6 separate regions of the Mus musculus genome follow, and regions 1, 2, 3, 4 and 5 are each linked to region 6. Evidence: chromatin contacts called from public promoter capture Hi-C data. All regions are on one chromosome and are shown on one strand. Each heading gives the region's core, a stretch centred on a gene start, on an enhancer-like site or on the middle of the called end of the contact. The rest is flanking DNA. Distances are from core to core; before and after follow the strand shown.

Region 1 (2,988 bases), core at 312-2,811, 2.9 Mb after region 6:
GTGAGCTTGCTGGATCCAGACTAGGCAAACATTCTCCAAAGCATAGCTCAAACTGGGTGGGGGTAGGGGGGTGAGGGGAGGAGAGGGGAGCAACCCGACAAAGCCAACCACTCAAGCATAAAAGTGGGGGGCCTCAGTGTCAGGAAAGACTCAGAAAAGGCTGGCTTGCAGGAAGCTGCCTTGTCACCAAGGAGTCTGTTTTCAGAAATACTTGACACCTTGATAATCTTAGCATATTTTAAAGGTTCCTTATTTATAAACTACCACACCGGTTTCTTAACTGTGATGTCCTTGGATAATCAACCACAGATCTAAACTCATGTTCCTGGCTTTCTAAAGGCAGAGCATTGAATCCTGGTCGTTTGCTAGAGAGTGTGCTAGGGCTGAATTTTTATTTCCTTTTTAAAATATAAATGAATAGTTTTTTAAGTGTAAACATCCGAAGGCATTCCTTCTCATTGACAGGCATGCTAGCACATTTCACAACCACAAATCCTCCCGAGGAGTGGCCTAGGAAGCGGCAATGATTTAAAGGGCCGAAGACTACCGTTATTCTCCACTCCCGTTGCTAATTACATTTTTACAGAACGTCGTCAGCAAGCCATAAAAGTAAAAATGATTCCTAGTGTTCTGTGGCTGTGCATTTGACCGAATTACATACAATTTGCTTCCAAAAGGAGATCCACTTCATTTGTAGGTTATTTCTCAGGAGGACCAGTTCCAGTCCAGAGATAGGCTGACGCTAACGGAGGACCTCAAAACTATCATTTTAAATTGCCATGGTAGAGAGAGGGAGAGAGGGGAGGGAGTAAGAAGTGCAGCGATTAGCCACCCTTAAGAAGGTTCCCCACACGCCTCCCACAAGGCCGGCGTCAGTCAGTCGCCTGCATCTGTCCCCACCTCGCCCCCTCCTGTCTGCGCAGCGCTGGCACCCAATGGTAGGCCCAGGAGAAGACAAACACAACCCAACAGCTACAGACACTCAACATTCCTAACTTTTTTTCTTCTCTTTCTCACTGTGTATGCCTCAAAGGTAAGCAGAGAAGGAAAAAAAAAATGACATGAGTATGAAATAAGGCTTCGTAGCCAAGGGTGCCCTGGAGTTTTAAAATCTCCCCCAGAGTCACAATAACTACCTTACACGCACTCACACTAGCCTCTTTACTGTCATGCTCTGCAGCAAAGGACTACTTCCCGGAGCTGAGCTCCAGGGCGCCTGTCCCTGGGTACAGGACAGTGTGCATCCTTCTGCACTCGGCCCACGCGCATCCCGCATCCCTGCCCACGCCCCGGGTCACGCGTCGCGCCATAGGTCCCAGGTGCTGGGATGCCGCGGAGCCCTCGCACACTACAGACACCACCCAGGTTCTCCACGGAGAACCAAGTCCCACGCCTGGGGACCTCAGGGGCCTCCCGAGTGCCCACGCCCGCGGCATGGCAGCGCTTACCTGTCCGAGAGGTGCCACGCGTGCCCCCCGCGCACTCCGGTTGCGCGGTAGCTGCAGGGTCGGCCGGGCGGCGGCGGGACCGAGACAGCGGCTCCAGAGGCGTCAGTCAGGCTGGAGCCTCCTCCTCGGCCGCCCGCGTGAGTGCGCCGCGCTGGAAGGGCGCCAGGCGGCCGTGCGCGCAGCCCCAGCCAGGAGGGGCCAAGCGCCCTGGCCGCGCCACGCTCCCCGCCCCGCCGCGCACCCGCCCGCTCTGCACATCATGCCTGCAGAGAGCCTTCAGGGACAGAGGAGTCTCCGGGTCATCCCCAGAAAATGTCCTTCCCACCTGGACAGGCTGTAGGCAGCAGAGGGAGGGGGGCGGTTGTCCTCCCCTCCCCTTGCTCCAGGAGAGGCAGACAGGACCACCAACCATGCCTGTCTCCTGAACCGCAGAGTCCTGGTCCCTGGAGGCCACGCTTACTGGCTGTCTGTTCCTCTGAGGCATGACTGGCCCTGGCATCAGCCCAAGAACATCTAAACGAGCTGAGTGGCAAGCAGAGTTTCAAACCAGTTCTATAATATGTAGGTTGTGATTTCTTATCCAGCGTAGAATACATGCTACCTAATCTACTCATGATATACATCATGGGCACGAGGAACCTTCCTGCCCAGTGGCCTGGCTATCTCCTAGGTTGCCTGCCTCTGAAAAGCCGCTTGGAAAGTGGCACCGGTATGCCGAAGGCCTTTGATCCCTCACCAAACCTCCTTATAGGTCTTCCAAGAGGAAGAGGATGGTACAGGGCCACCTCAGTCAGCCCCAGAACACAAATGTCCACTAAGAGGCCAAGGCACCTTTGAAATGTAAACGAAGGTCCTTCGGTTGAACTTCTTTTTCTAATCCTCAAACCTCCGCTTTCTGGAACACGGGTAGTTTTGCATCATCATCCAAGTGTAGCCTAGGAGGGCCTTGCTTGTAAAAACAGATCGCAGAAGTTTAAATGCCTCTTTAACTTCAAATCGAAAGTGTCTTTCTACACCTGGCTCATCTACCCTGCTGTAACCGAGCTATGATAGGTTTCTGATTGACCTGGAGAGGAAGAAACCCCAGAAGAAATACTGTCCGGTGGTGGTGGAACGTTCCAAGCCATGGGCTGGAAGAGGGCTGTGCTTTGTGTATATTTAGAGGCAAGTAAACTAATTAGGTTCTCTGAATCGATACCTTGCAGCTCAGGGATTCCACCCCCCTCCCAGAAATGATATTAAAGAAAGAAGTGATCCAATCAGATTCGGAAGAAGCACAAACTGTTGGAAGACCTCTGCTAAGCAGGCTCAAGCTTCCACAATGGAGGCTGTGAGTTCACAGAAGTCAAGAGACATGTAGGAAGGGGTAGGGGTGGGACGGGCCTTTGTGTGTCCTCTGCCCTTTCTGGACTTTACTCCCTAAAGGTTAGGGAGATAAAACAGTAAGACCTGGTGGGATTCAAGAAAGGGCAAACACCAGCCCTGGAGAAGAACACACGCTGATGGATTCTTTTGACCACCCTGGTTATAAAAATTCTCC
Region 2 (2,980 bases), core at 216-2,715, 2.5 Mb after region 6:
GCTAGTGTCCCTGAAGGTTGACTGAATGAGCTGGGTTACAAAGCTACACTGGGGCCTACAGTTCCTGGGTGACAGAGCTGAGATGTGACTTCACACAGACCTGTTCTGCACCTTGACTGCCTCTGAAACACAGAGACTGTACTCAGAATGCCCTGAGTTTAGTACAAGTCTAAGACTTCGGGGAGGGGTCAGGGTTTGGGAGGGGGGCTGATGTTCATGAGGCCCGTGAATGGGGCCCTGGATAGCTACTCAAAACACTCACAATAAAGACAGGCATGGTGGCGCACACCTTTAATCCCAGCACTCAGGAAGCAGAGGCAGGCAGATCTCTGCATCTGAGTCCAGCCTGTCTACAAAGTGAGTCCCAGGATAGCCAGGGCTACGCAGAGAAGCCCTATCTCAAACAAACAACAAAATCAAAACTCTCAGAATATTCAAGGTCCTAACATAAAATACTGTATTATTTTTGCCCATACTAAGAACTGAATCCAGGGCCTTGCGTATGCTATGCTATTCGGGCATCCTCAGCCCACGTCTCATCTTGAAACAGTGTCCTATGTCCTATGTACCCTAACTGCCCTCCAGCCCCACACTCTTACTCTGAGTCCCTGGGTTTACAAGTTTGTCACCAAGCCAGGATAAAACTAACTCCCCCCCCCCCCAAACATTTAAGACACAGGATGCAGCTCACCGGCAGAACTCTGACCCAGTGTCACAAGCCCACACTTCCACACCTCCATCCTACCCTCCCTCAAAAATCATAGAGGGTCCCAGAGCTCGTTTACAAAAATGTCCAGGTTTCTGAAGTTCTTCAAAATGAACAGAAAAACATGGACTTCGCAGGACCGTCAAAACCAATCACATATTTTCTTCAGAATAGCAGCCACTTCTCCATTTTATCTACAAAAGCACGACAACTCTTGTATTCCCTTGGCCTCCATTAAGCAAAATGGTAAATGAGGTCTGTACAGATGACTCAGCGAGGACCACAGAGGACAGGGGGAGGGGGGCTTAGTTCCCGGCACCCACTGGGAGGCTCACAAGTGCTGGTAACTCCAATTCCAGGGGATCTGACGCCCCCGTTTGGACACCATGGGCACTGCTCTTATCTGTTGCACACCACCCTACACCCCAACCTCTTCCGCACACTGACCTCTCCCCCCCCCACACACACACACATAAAGAACCCTTCATAAACATCACTTTGAGTGAAAGCTTAATGAGCCTGCATTACTTCCGACACAAAGGGGCCTCCTTCCGCCATCAGAGTTCCTGCCCTTCAGATCGTGGGAGGCCTAGCAGAGAGCTAGAGCCTACAGGGCCCACTCACTTCATGTGGATTTCCTCCAGCAGCTCCAGCTTCAGGCGGTCTGTGCTCACCCCCTCGAAAGTGTCTCCGTGGCCCTCTCCCATTGCAAGACCTCCCGCGCGACCTTCCCCTGTGTACCACCTAGAGCTTAAGACCTGGGCACACCTAGGAACCCTAAAGGAAAAGGCGTTGCCAGGAGCCGTGGCATGACGTCATAGGGTGTTGCTCATGTCTACAGGCCCTCTTAGGAGCTAGGTGGGAAACTGTCTCGGAGCGGGTATGCCCCTTTTCTGTATCATCTCTGTGAATAGCCCCTGTGCAAGGTCAGGGTTCTGAGCCAGTGGGTTGTCAGAACATCCAACTTCTTCTGACCCCCTAGGGTTGCTGGATTAAGAGTGCCTTCATTTGCTTTAGTTCAGTAGGTTAGACTCTGAAAAGATATTCTGAACTTTGACGATTGTGAACTTTCGGGCCAAGAAATTCTCTGCCTTGGAGTTTGGGCAGCTCTGTGCACTGACCTGCTTATCACAATTTGCATCCTACTCTTGAGACGTCTCGGTTTTAAAACTCTCCCTTCTCATATTTTACCAGGCAGGTGATAGGCTCTGCCCGTGTGTATGAGTTGTCCCCATAAAAATTCATGAATCCAGACAACTGTTAAGAACTGGTCAGGGGAGCTGGAGAGATGGGGCAGCAGAGATGAGCACTTGAGCTGTTAGACACCAGTGTGGTGTGGGGGTCCCAAGACAACCACAACACAATCAACAAGGTAGAATGTTTCACTTCTTCAGAAGGGAATGTAGCCTGTCGTATCGGTAGGCAAGCACAGTCAGTGACGGTTCCACGGGGTTTTCATTCCTACCACAAAAGGGCCCTGTGCCTCATTTTGAGTGGTCAGTGCTGGGCCTCACATGCTAACACTAATGGATAGGGCACAACTGATAAGCAAATGACAACCGGACACGACAACTGTCAACACATATTTTGACTTCAAGAAATACTGACCCACAGGAGTTCAGATTTCTGCCAAGTGGTTTACCATTTTTCTAAGAGGAAATCTGTCTTATTTCTTTAATAGAAAAGAATGGGGCTGGAGAGATGGCTCCGTGGTTAAGGGCACCAACTGCTTTTCCAAAGGTCCTGAGTTCAATTCCCAGCAACCACATGGTGGCTCACAACTATTTGCAGTGTGATCTGATGCCCTCTTCTGGTGTGTCTGAAGACATCTACAGTATACTCATATAATATATATAAAGTAAATAAATAATCTTTTAAAAAAAGAAAAAAGAAAGAGTACATTTTGTTTGTATTTCTCACACAGCTCTTGATAAGGATGCTGGTTGGTTTCCAGTACTTCATGGATGTTGGACCATCCAATTCTCTGTTCTGGTCTCAGCAGGCACTGCATGCAGACAAAATGAGGTTTCCCAGGCAAGCTATTTCCCTCATGAGTAAACCTCACAGCTAATGGGTCTGTGGGTTGTCTAAAAGCCCTGGAATATCTCTTCTCCCTGGCTTTCCCTTTCAGGTGTCCTGCACGCACCTTGGACATGACATCTGATACCAAGTAGAGGAAAATTCCCCAAGGAGAATGTTTCCTGAGGGTCCTGTGCTCGGCATTATTATTCTCGCTGAATCATGGATTTTTCTTTCTCTATACTAATGGTTTGC
Region 3 (3,171 bases), core at 237-2,736, 2.8 Mb after region 6:
GATGTAGAACTCTCCGCTTCTCCAGCACCATGGACACTGCCATGCTTCCCACCGTGTCGAAGATGGGAGAGAATGTTTGCAAGCTACATTTGATGAGTAGTTAACATCAGAATGTCTGCTGGTGAGATGGCTCAGTGGGTAAGAGCACCCGACGGCTCTTCCAAAGGTACCACATAGTGGCTCACAACCATCCGTAAGGAGATCTGACTCCCTCTTCTGGAGTGTCTGAGGACAGCTACAGTGTACTTGCATATAATAAATAAATAAACAAACAAATAAAGAATTCAAACAAAGGCTGGGCGTGGTGGCGCACGCCTTTAATCCCAGCACTGGGAAGGCAGAGGCAGGTGGATTTCTGAGTGGATTTCTGAGTTCGAGGCCAGCCTGGTCTACAGAGTGAGTTCCAGCACAGCCAGGGCTATACAGAGAAACCCTGTCTGTCTCAAAAAAACAAAAACAAACAAAAAAGAAAGAAAAGAATTCAAACAAACGTAATAAAAATAAGTAATAACAATAATAATAACCTAATAATCCTATTGAAATGGGCGATGTAGTTGGTTCACAAAGGAAAGCATGCAAAGACCAACAGGTGTATGTAATATACATCCCTAATCCTGAAGAACAGTGTTATCTATCTCATCCCAGATGAAACGGTTATTATCAGAGATAAGATATCTATCGAGCACTGGCGGGGGTTGGGGGAATACGGGAAAAGGGACCTCTCCTACACTGCTAGTGTGAACGCCAACCCGAGCACCCACTATGGAAGACAGAGAGCAGCTTGTGGGGAAAATAAAAACAGAACTGTCACATGAGTCAACAATCTCATTACTGGGAATGTCAGAAAAGGCAGGAGCGTCCGCACTGGGTAGAAACCCTAAGGCGAACCAGAGCTTGTGAGCAAGCTTTCCTCCATGTCCCCATGGGACTTGACTGGGATGCATTAGCCAAATAAACCGTTTCCTCCTCGAGTTGTTTCAAACTCCTCTTCAGGCCTCTCGGGAACCTAATCTATCCAGAGACGTTCCAGGAGAGACGCGTTTTGAACCCGTCAGGGAGGATGGGTCCAGGCAGAAAGTGTCTCCTGGCCGTCCTCCAGTCTCCATTCTCCAGTCTTTCCAACTGGTGAGCGCCAGGCGAGCGGAGGACAGCTGCGCATGCGCAATCGGGACTTCTGTCAGCCGCTCCGCCCCGCCTGGAAGGAGACAGGGTTTCTCTGTGTAGCCCTGGCTGTCCTGGAACTCACTTTGTAGACCAGGCTGGCCTCGAACTCAGAAATTTGCCTGCCTCTGCCTCCCGAGTGCTGGGATTAAAGGCATGCGCCACCACGACCGGCTGTCAGCCGGGTTCTTGGTCAGCCTGCACCTAGGAATCGCTTGCGGATGGCCGCCGCGCAGGCGCAGTCGGTTCTGTCTCGCACCTGCTCAACCCCGCCCCTCTCGCCGTTCCCAAGCAGAGGCTCGCGGACCGCTACGGCGCACGCGCAGTGCAGTGCTGGCGGTTCGGCTCCGGGACGTGCGGCGGGCTGCCGCTTGTCGAGTACGGTTGTGTTTCTCAAGAGCTGACGGGCCGCGGTGGCGGACCCGGGCTCGGGCGGCAGCACGGAGGCGCAGGCTGTGCCCGAGGGCTCGGGGCCGAGCACCGCCAGTCCCCGGACGGCCCCTCCGGTGACGGTGCTGGTGATGCGGCAGGACGAGGCCGAGGCGGACGGCGCTCTGAGGCCGGGCCTGGCGGGGAGTGAGGCGGCGGCAGACGCCGAGGACGAGGCGGGGGACGACGACGCCGACCTGCTGGACACATCGGACCCGGCGGGCGGCGGCGAGAGTGCGGCCAGCCCGGAGGAGCTGGAGGACGAGGACGCGGAGGGTGGCGGCGCAGCGCGCAGGCGAGGCTCCAAGACCTGCACGTACGAGGGCTGCCGCGAGACCACCAGCCAGGTGGCCAAGCAGCGCAAGCCCTGGATGTGCAAGAAGCACCGCAACAAGATGTACAAGGACAAGTACAAGAAGAAGAAGAGCGACCAGGCACTGGGCTCTGGCGGCCCGTCCGCGGCCAGCACAGGCAACGTCAAACTGGAGGTATGCTTGCTCCTCGGGGCCCCGGGGCCAGGGCAGATGGGTGCCAACCTACTTGGTACACACTCAGGGTCTCCCCAAGGGCTCATCCTCTGCTCCAGCTGACATGGGCACTTTGGAGGTGATCTACACCTCTCCTTAGTAAACCCTTCCCAGTGTCTACCCCGAGGCATCCGGCACATTGACACACCCTGTTGGTTTTCTGTAACTTTGGTGACTTTGTTTTTTTTTCTTAGACTCCCTGGCCCCTGAGAAAAGTTGGATTGACAGTGGGGTAGTAACTTACAGCACACATGGGCGTTGCTCGGTTGCTTGATTCAAGTCAAGCTTGGAAGAGAGACGCCAGTGCCCTGCAATTGGGCTTCTGCTGCTAGCTGTCTGTATTTAGGTCCATTATTCATCTCCCTTAAGTCTCGGCTCCCTCGTCTTTTGCCCTTAAGATAATGCCCAATTAGTGTTTCTTCGGATTTATTTTGGTTAGGTGAAAATTATAAGTGGTGTGCATTTCAGCTCAGACCCAGCAAAGTCCACCTAAGTATTAGAGCTGTTTAAAAAACAAAACAAAACCCGTAAAAAGTAGAAAGACTCCTTACCACAGAAGTTCCTTTTGAAGGGGAACTTCTAACATTTGTGGAAGTTTGGCCTAGATGACTCAAAATTATTGCTACTATAAACGTCTGATTTTTGTGGTATTAGCATTATCCTACCTACACAGTGCAAGGCCTGGAGTTGTGAAGACATAAGGTTCTCTACAGTCAAGTCAGCTATAGCATTCCATGTACTGTGTATGTAAAGGAAGCGGTCCTATAAATAGGGTAACTGGGGAGAGTTAGAAGAAGAAAAAAATCTTCGCTTTTGTGATACTAGAATCCTCTTTTAGAGTTTTTAATATTTTGAGACCTAAAACATGTATGTATGGAAACCTTCTTATAACAAAAGTTTGCTAAGCATCTCACGATAAAGGTGCGACGCGGATGTTTTAATAGACAACTCGGAAGCCAGTAGATAAAAGGCCAAAGCTTTCCCAGAGGCAGAGTGTTTCACTTAACTTCAGCAGCATTCTTTTATGTGAGGAGAAGTTCAGTGTTTAGATTCA
Region 4 (2,836 bases), core at 272-2,771, 2.5 Mb after region 6:
TTTAATTATGCATATGTGGGGGAGGGGAGGTTCCGGTGAAGCTGGAAATGGGCACTGGGTACTCTACAAGTGCAGATAACCTGTTAACTGCTGAACCATCTTTCCAGTCCCATTATTCAGACTTTTAATTTAAATATAGAATGATGAAATAAGGCTAATTTACTCATCACCCAGATATAACATTTTTAAAATGAAAGTAGCAGATTTTCGTCTCTCTCTGACGTGTACAATATTTCATGATCAACTATACTGAGCATACTGTACTAAGCTACATCCCTCACTCCTCCTATCTGGGTCGGGAACATGGGGGACTGATTGTCAGGGAGGGTTCAACTCTAGAACCATTCCAACAATTCTTTCTTGCTTGGGAACTGTATGTTTCAGATTGTACCGCGCACCACGTGGGCAACAAACCACATTCCTCAAAATACAGAGGTTTCCTGTTTCAAACAAGTCCTCCACAAACACAATTAAGACCATCAGGAAGGCACACCAACCAAGACCAGTTCCCTCAGAACTAGGAGCACTCATTATTCACTTAATTGCTTCTGAAAATTTTAAAACAGTTGCTAAATTCTTAGGTATCCGAGGGTCATTTCATCGATCAAAAACCGTTCCGTTTATAATACAACAAAGCAAATCTCGAGGATCCTTAAGCAATCCCACAACCATGGGGAATAACGGAACCAGCCGTACACTAGAGCAATAAAGTAGCCTCACAAAACCACACACACTCCCAGAGAAAACTTTTCTAGACCTAAAGTTAGGCCTCGGGGGTCCTTTGAGATGCTGGAAGCCAGTAAACTTGTATCCCAATTACCAATGCCCGCTCCATTCACTGCCAGTGTTGTGGCTCCTGGCGCTTTCAGCTGCCAACGTTGGACAAGCTGTAGAGGAGCAAGAAAGCCAGTGGGGTTTGGAGAGGGAACAGTGGCGGACGCACACTAGGGATCACCAGAGATCAGGGATGGGAGGATCCGAACCAAGGGACAAGCGAGGATCAGGGATAGGTAAACGCACACCAAGGATGCGCGGGGGCGCAGGATTGAAGGACCAGCGCCGGGGATAAGAAGGGACCAAGGATGGGAGGGCCAGCACCAGGGATGCGCGGGTTCCTGGGGCAGGAGGATCTAGGACCTGAGCGCCGCTCCCCGGGCCAGAGCTGTAGGAGACGAAAGATGGGCGAAGGCTCCTTCAGTACTAGCTGGAATAGCCTCAGCAGGACTTCTGGAAACTTCCTTGGCAGAAGGGCTCTCAGCAAGATGCCGCCTGGACCCGGGCCGCAGCCCCCACCCCCGCTGGGCGTCCCGGGGTGGACCCGGCTCACAAAGCCCCGCGTGACGCCCTCTAGGTCCGGCCCCGCCCACGCGTCACCACACCGGCGCGGAGCTGAGCTTCTGCCCACTCTGACCTTCCAAAGGCGCACGGGTAGCCAGCGGTCCGCTCCGAGCCCGAGAGCCCACGGAGAGCGCGCAACTGCAGGCCCCACACACCCTCCGGCCTCAGCCAGGCCCAGGCCACGTCGGACCGCGCCTGCGCACTCCGTACCGGCTGCCCTGGGGCCGCCGAAGGGACCCGCAGTGCCACGGCAATGACAGCTTCCGGCCGCCAGGGGGAGACCTGGGTCGGGCACTGAGGATTGGGAGAACAAATGGTTGCCTGGAACCTGGGACCTTGCCTGACCTGTGCAAAGTGTTAAATCTGTGACATAAAAACAAAACAAACTAACAAACAAAAACCTCACAAGGCTGGGGGCTGGAGAGACGGCTCAGCAGTGAAGAAGAGGTCATTATTTTTTATTTGCTCTGTAATCCATAAAGAACACACCATAATAATTTATAAGTGCAACAATTAAAAGTGAATAAAAGATTTGAGTAGATCCTTCTTTAGACAAGATATACAGACCACCAGAAAGAATATCAAAAGATAGTGAATCCGCCGGGCGTGGTGGCACACGCCTTTAATCCCAGCACTCTGGAGGCAGAGGCAGGCAGATTTCTGAGTTCGAGGCCAGCCTGGTCTACAAAGAGAGTTCCGGGACAGCCAGGGCTATACTGAGAAACCCTGTCTCGAAAACAAACAAACAAACAAACAAAAGATAGTGACTATCACGAGTCTTCAGGCTAACTCAAATCAAAATGAGATGTAACTTCTGTCTCATTAGAATGGCTGTAATCAAAAGATAAGCAGAAAAGGGTTTGGCAAGATGGTTTTTTTTCCGGTCCTCCTGCCTTACTGGTGGGAGTGTTAAGTAACCAAAACCAGCCCAGCAAAGTCTACCCCTAGTTAGAATTGTTCATAAAATTATCCATTTATCTTGATTCAAATAATTCAGTCGTTGTAAAATTCCTTTCCCTCTCTTGACACCACCTGTAATCACCTGGGTAGAGTCCCGATGAGAGATGGTCTGCGTTAGGTTGGATGTGTGGGGGGTGTCTTAAGTTAATTGATGTGGCATGACCCAGCTCACTGTGGGCAGCACCATTTCCAAGATAGGAGGCCTTGAAAGAATGGAGAAAATGCACTAGGCACAAGCAATCAGGCAGGCAAGCCTGAGTTAATTCCTTTCTCCCTGCTCTTGACTGTAGGTGTGATATATCTAGATGTTTGATTTCCTGCTTGACTTTCTCATAATACTGGATTATAACCTGGACCAGTGACCTGAGTTAAACCTCTTCTTATTCCTCTGAATCATAGCAACAAATATAACTAGGACACACTCCTATTTATTTTGTTTAAGTGAATCAGGTAGGATTTTATAATGGCATCCTGCCTTTATTCTTTAACTGCTTTCAAATCATATGCTCAAAATCATTTTACAATGTCATATCTAGTG
Region 5 (2,910 bases), core at 399-2,898, 2.9 Mb after region 6:
ACAGAGTGAGTTCCAGGACAGCCAGGGCTACACAGAGAAACCCTATCTCGAAAAAAAACCAAAACCAAAACCAAAAAAAAAATCCACACTGGCAAACTCCATACTGGCAAACTCCGAGTATTTAAATTGACAGGGTATTTGGAAACACAGAAATAACAGGTTTTAAAGACGGTTGGAATTAACTTATTACAGTAAAGTTTTAGAAGGAAGTCCTTATAGAAATAAATGCAGATGATTTAGAGATGAAATGTTATTTGGAATTGTTTTAAATTTATTTTCAAAAGTGGGCGGAGGCCGAGCATGGTGGCGCACGCCTTTAATCCCAGCACTCGGGAGGCAGGCGGATTTCTGAGTTCGAGGCCAGCCTGGTCTACAAAGTGAGTTCCAGGATAGCCAGAGTTATACAGAGAAACCCTGTCTCAAAAAAAAAAAAAAAAAAAAAAAAAAAAAGTGGGCGGAGAGAAAGAATGCCAACAGGCAGATGGAAAGTAGGCTTCAAGATGCAACGCACTGCACACCAAGTGCAACATGCTTGCAGTAAAATAAAGGGTACCTCTACTCGTTCAAGCCAGTGGGATCTAGTACAGTCCACACAGCCTCATCGTGCACACACAGTCAGCTAAGTCTGTATAAAGGATTCAAAGTAAAGTGGCCACAACCCGGAACGTGGCCAACAAAGTTCAGATTTGTTCCAAGCCTTTAAAGAAGGCATTTTAGTGAGAGAGGGCGCCTGGCTTCACCGGACACACAGCGACAGTCATCTGGCTACACCACTCCAAGACTGTGCATGTGCACATGTACATTGGCTAGGTGGCAGAGGCCTTTCTGGCCACCTGTCTCAATACAGGCAAGCTTTTCAGAATCTGCTTTCTGAATGAGTTACAGGCTCCTTTTCAAACTATGTGGCAGAGTTTAGTTGGCAAATATGTCCTCTTCTACATAATCAGAAGGGGTCTGCCACGTTTCTACAGGAATGGCAAAGAAAACGCTAAGGTGCCTGATTCTCAAGCAAAAAAACCCAAAACAAAACAAAAAGACCCCTGGCCAAAATGAATAGAACGCCGTCTGGGCCTATCTTTTGCTGACCCATCGTCCCTAGCCTTATGGATCGGCCGCTCTTTCCAGCTGCAGTGCATATGGGAGCCCCAGGAAGAAGACTGGGGAGTGGCGTGGAGGGGTGACAGGCGGGGGTTCAGAAGCAGGAGCCCCGAAAAGCTGGGCGGAGGCTCTGGGCACTCAAATAGGGTTCCAAAGGGGAACAAAGGTTCAAAGGATTTCAGGGAATCTGAGGCCAAGGGAGCCAAGCACGCGAGGGAAGCGCGGAAGGGACACCCGGAGCACCGGACTCCACCACGGTCTCACCAGAATGAGCGCGGCAGCCGCCAGCGCCACGCCGAGCCCCAGCAGCTGCAGTAGCAGCGTAGCCATCCCGCAGCTCCACACTTGCGGAAGCGCGGTGCGGCGCCGCGCCCCGCCCCAGCCGGCCCCGCAGGAGAGGCCGGCCTAGCCCTCGCCCGCCGCCCGCAGCGCCCCCGCCTGGCCGTGCCCCGCCACGGCAGGAAAGCCGAGGCCTCCCCGCAGCGCCCCCGCGCGGCTCCGCCGAGGACTGCAGGCCGGTCACCGAGTGCGGCAAGTCAAAGCCCTGGACCTGTGCACTGGCTTCACCCCTCGCGCCGTGCAGAGCAGCCATCTAAGGATGCCCGGCGCCGTGGAGGGTTTTAGGGTCACCCCCTTTTCATCTCGTGCGCCTGCGTGTGTGTGGGAGTGTGTTCGTGCACAAGCGCGCGGGCCCGTGGGACCCCGCGAGATTGGCGACTAGCGGGACGCTCGGGGTGGCCGGAGCTGGCGTTAATGCCTCGGGCGCAGGAACACGGTAGCTGCACTTCCCTAACCCAGGATCCCTCCGAGTGCCCTGGGCTGGAGGCACGCCTGGCGACCGGAGGGCGCAGGCGCGGAGGGCTGCGCAGGCGCAGAGCGGGCCGGAAAAATGGCGGCTGGGTTCAAGTGAGTGGCGGCGCGCGCAAAGAGGGCCCGGGTGCGGGTGTGGCGCGCGGCGGCGGGTGGGGGCCCCCCCGAGGACTCGCGGGGCCGCGGGAGGGCTCTGCCCACTCGAGGCGCTGAGGGACACTGCATCCAGGACGGCCCGGACCTCTTAGCCGAGGGCCACGCCGCTCTCCACGCAGGGCCGCCCTCGGAAGGGACTGGGAAAGCGTTGGGCGCGCTCTGGTTAAACCCGGAGCCGCCCACGCGTGCAGCCTGCAAACTCGCGTCTGCGGTGCGTGCACCGTACCTACCTGCAGTCACTTGTGGCCGCGGGTCGGCGAGGAGGCCAAACGTATGTACAATACACTCTTCCGTGGTAAAGTTGTGGATGCTGGCGAGTGTGGTTTATAACGGCGCGAAGTCACGCTAAGGTCCCTGCTTCAGAGCACGAGTGATGTGACTGACACCCAGGTTGACCCTCTTCTGGGTGTGCCAAGGGCCTCTGTTCCTCCTGACTATGGCACAGTTAAGGTCACCGCTGGAAACCGGTTGCTGCTGTGTGGCTTTTATAAATACGGGCCACACAGTTTCAAACGCCTGAGCCTGTCGAGATCACGCCTCAGACACCACACTCTCAAGTTCTGGGTTTCTGCTTTAGGACGCACTGACTGAGACACGTTTTAAACATTGTTTCAGAACTGTGGAGCCGCTGGAGTATTACAGGAGATTTCTGGTGAGTGAAGGTGGTTTTGTACGTTAGAGCTGTGGGTAAAAACACCAAGCTTCGGTTCATTTAAATGAATGAGGCTTAATGCTGCGTACCCGAAATACATCTATGACCCGTTTCCTTATAAACATTTAGAAGGAAAACTGCCGTCCTGATGGAAGAGAACTTGGTGAATTCAGAGCCACAACTGTCAACATAGG
Region 6 (2,983 bases), core at 363-2,862:
TCTACAAGGTTCATGGCTCTTGTATAGGTCTACAGTAAGTACCAAGACTCTTTTATAGGTGTAAAAAAAAAATCAAGATATCTTAGTCTTGGGCAGTAGCCAGCACTGAAGATACTAAATAGGCAGGTATCCAATTCCTCACCCCTTGGTGATAGACAATTGTGTAGTTCCTGGGCCTGGGGTAGTTGAAAACATTGGCTCCCTAGAACTCAAGAACTCTTTGATTATTTCTAAAATAATTTTTATGACATTAGGAAGAGACAGAGAGTGAGAAAAGGGAGAGAGGGGAGGAGTGAGTTAATATGTGAACACATGTGCCTCAGTGTACGTTGGTGAGTCAGAGAACAACTCATATGTGTTGGTTTTCTCTTCTACCGTGAGGGTTCCAGGGGTTGAACTCTTGTCTTCAGGCTTCACAGCAAGCAGCTTTTATCCACTGAGCTATCTTACCCACTCAGCTATCTTACCCACCCAGTCTGTTTGAATCTTTACCATCTTCTATCCCTCTTCAGTTCCTAAGAAACTGGTTATTTTACGTTCCCCGCCTCTCAGCTCTCCCTCTTCTGCTGGCAAGAGTCAGGCTGTGCTGTCACTTCTATGGCTTGATGTTCAGAATGCTCAGCTGTCGCAGCTGCTGCCACATGGCTGCTTTTATCATTGCTGCTATAGCACTGTATCTGCTTCCAGAAGTGGGCAAGAAAAGACCCCTAGAGAGAAGCCTTTTATTGAGTCCAAAGTTGTAGCAGCAAGGGATACAGTGTAGGGTGTGTCTATCCCTACCTGCTCATGAACTGAGCAGCCAGCTTCTAAATCTGAAGAAATGGTGTTTGCACCATTTGAAGCAAACCTCACATGTAAACAAAGGTATGTTTGGTTAGCATCTTCCCTTTTGTACTAAGAAAGTGCTCCCTTTCTTGCCTAAGTGGACACGTTCACAGGCTTATTTAGGGATCATGAAGGCTTGTGATAACACAAAGTCCTACACAAACTGTTCAAAACTACCCTAGTTGGGGCTGTATCTTCAGAAATTAATGCAAAGACCTCTGCTCATAGTGTAGTCATAGTGTAGTTTCTTCAAGGTATTTGTGGAGTGTACAAAATAGTCACTACATATATATTTATGTATATATACATGTAATATACGTATACATATATACATATATATACACATATATATACATATACACATACACATACATATACATGAGTATATGTATATACATATACACATATACACATACACATACATATACATATACATGAGTGTTATATACCCAAAACTAGAGTTAGTGATGGTTGAGAACGTGAGTACTGGAACCGAATCTGGTTCTTCTGCAAGAGCAACAAGAGATCTTAACCACTTAACCACCATCTCTCCAGCACTACATATTACACTTTTGCAGGATGGCTCATGAATGAGTGGAAGACTTGTACCTTCAACTCTTTTAACCAGCGTTCACTGCCTACCTTCACTCCTATAGAGTGAACCGGACGATACCGTGCTCCTAGGACTGCCAGCAACCGGAACCCAAAGCATGGGCTGTACCGCGACGCCCGCCGGAACTTCTTTTTGCCTGCACAGAGGTCGGAAGTGGTGAGGGCGGGGCCGGCGCCGGGTGGCAAAGTCTGAAGAGCCGCTAAAATGCTGCTGGATTTGTCCGAGGAGCACAAGGAGCACTTGGCCTTCCTGCCGCAAGTGGACACTGCAGGTAAGTTAGTGCTTGCGGGGTGCTTGCGGCGGGGACAACCCGGGGGACAGCCCGGCACTCACAGCCTGCTGCTGACTTCCGTTGCAGTGGTCGCCGAGTTCGGGAGGATCGCCGTGGAGTTCCTCCGACGGGGCTCAAACCCGAAGATCTACGAAGGCGCCGCCAGTAAGAAAGGGGGAGGACGGGCTCTGTCTGTGGAGCTGGAGAGTGCGATCCATTCTCTTTCTCCGCAGGAGTCTTTGCAGGTCCTAGGGTCTTGTTCCTTGTTCCTCTTAAAACCCCGCAGAGCAGTCAGTCAAGGCGCACACTGCAAGGAGCTGCGCGCTTTTATAACTAGTGTGGAACAAATATCTTCATATTTAAAATGAATACAGTGCCACCTGCCTTTTAGAAATATTCTGGTGCTTAATAAAATACCGCATGCTGAAGAAGTGGAACTGTCATCGAAGTGTTTAGTAAACATTTGCTACCCAGAAACTGCTTTTTTTCTAAGCTGGGGGGGGGGGGGTGGTGGTGGTGGTGGTTGAGATTAAGAACATCTCTACTGACTTCTCCTTCTGCCTGGGTTGAAGGGGCTTTGTGTGTCTGTTCACAGGTTTGTGTTTTGTTAGGCTGACTTGGAGGGAAATAGCCAAGGCCCCTGTTAGTGGAGTGGGTTAAGAAGGAACAGTAGTCTCCGCTTAACTCATTTTTATTGTATAGTTTGAAAACAGAGCAATTGAATGTGTTTATTTTTAAACAAATTGATAATCTGTTTATTTCTTCACCACCCCACCACCACCACCACCACCACCACCACCACCACCACCTTAGGAAAACTGAACGTGAGTAGTGACACTATCCAGCATGGTGTGGAAGGATTAACGTATCTCCTCACCGAGAGCTCAAAGCTTATGGTAAGACTTCTGAGAGCTGTATTGTATCACCCAGATCCTTTCAAACTGGCGCCTATTACAATATTTCTAACTCATAATCGAATTTGTGCAGTATACCAAAACAGTGCTATTGGCGTTATCTAATATGAATTCCTCTTGCCGGTTTAAATTATAATTGTCTCTATTTCTGCATCATGTGCCATCACCCATGTATGTCAGGAGATGGGAGAATGAAATATTGCATTTTTAAAAATGTATCAGCAGTCATTATCTGGCTTGATGGAAAAATATTAAATAAAATTAGGCATCTTAATTTCTTTCCTATTTTAATAAGGTTATTTTGTATATTAGTAACTTGGATTTCAGAATGGTGGGTCTTTAAGGAATGTTCTAAATAGA

The links. Promoter capture Hi-C pulls out the DNA fragments that hold promoters and counts their contacts.
Region 1: a promoter capture Hi-C map of liver shows a contact between it and region 6, with 4 times the contacts expected there. The contact joins the promoter of Smad9 here to the promoter of Commd2 in region 6. A contact is called at or near these places in 2 of 39 promoter capture datasets (embryonic stem cells and liver).
Region 2: a promoter capture Hi-C map of liver shows a contact between it and region 6, with 4 times the contacts expected there. The contact joins the promoter of Ccdc169 here to the promoter of Commd2 in region 6. A contact is called at or near these places in 3 of 39 promoter capture datasets (embryonic stem cells, hippocampal neurons and liver) and 1 of 115 datasets of contacts at active chromatin or transcription factors (stem cell-derived neural progenitor cells).
Region 3: a promoter capture Hi-C map of liver shows a contact between it and region 6, with 3 times the contacts expected there. The contact joins the promoter of Rfxap here to the promoter of Commd2 in region 6. A contact is called at or near these places in 2 of 39 promoter capture datasets (liver and pre-B cells).
Region 4: a promoter capture Hi-C map of liver shows a contact between it and region 6, with 6 times the contacts expected there. The contact joins the promoter of Spg20 here to the promoter of Commd2 in region 6. A contact is called at or near these places in 4 of 39 promoter capture datasets (embryonic stem cells, hippocampal neurons and liver) and 2 of 9 other capture datasets (adipose tissue and liver).
Region 5: a contact with region 6 is called in a promoter capture Hi-C map of hippocampal neurons, with 5 times the contacts expected there. The contact joins the promoter of Exosc8 here to the promoter of Commd2 in region 6. A contact is called at or near these places in 5 of 39 promoter capture datasets (embryonic stem cells, hippocampal neurons, liver and 1 more) and 1 of 9 other capture datasets (pancreatic islet).

Annotation. Positions count from the first base shown.
Region 1 is chr3:54,754,155-54,757,142 of GRCm38.p6, reverse strand. Smad9 (SMAD family member 9) reads right to left here and starts at 1,561. Exons shown (of 6, transcript NM_019483.5): 1 at 1,449-1,561.
Region 2 is chr3:55,138,523-55,141,502 of GRCm38.p6, reverse strand. Ccdc169 (coiled-coil domain containing 169) reads right to left here and starts at 1,465. Exons shown (of 8, transcript NM_177203.3): 1 at 1,331-1,465. The coding sequence starts at 1,413.
Region 3 is chr3:54,806,106-54,809,276 of GRCm38.p6, reverse strand. It overlaps Rfxap (regulatory factor X-associated protein), which reads left to right and starts at 1,486. Exons shown (of 3, transcript NM_133231.2): 1 at 1,486-2,078. The coding sequence starts at 1,602.
Region 4 is chr3:55,110,793-55,113,628 of GRCm38.p6, reverse strand. Spg20 (spastic paraplegia 20, spartin (Troyer syndrome) homolog (human)) reads right to left here and starts at 1,521. Exons shown (of 9, transcript NM_144895.2): 1 at 1,412-1,521.
Region 5 is chr3:54,734,102-54,737,011 of GRCm38.p6, reverse strand. It overlaps Exosc8 (exosome component 8), which reads left to right and starts at 1,648. Exons shown (of 11, transcript NM_027148.3): 1 at 1,648-2,004; 2 at 2,680-2,716; 3 at 2,846-2,909. The coding sequence starts at 1,988. It overlaps Alg5 (asparagine-linked glycosylation 5 (dolichyl-phosphate beta-glucosyltransferase)), which reads right to left and starts at 1,473. Exons shown (of 10, transcript NM_025442.3): 1 at 1,363-1,473. The coding sequence starts at 1,428.
Region 6 is chr3:57,650,313-57,653,295 of GRCm38.p6, reverse strand. It overlaps Commd2 (COMM domain containing 2), which reads left to right and starts at 1,612. Exons shown (of 5, transcript NM_175095.4): 1 at 1,612-1,709; 2 at 1,797-1,874; 3 at 2,523-2,605. The coding sequence starts at 1,643.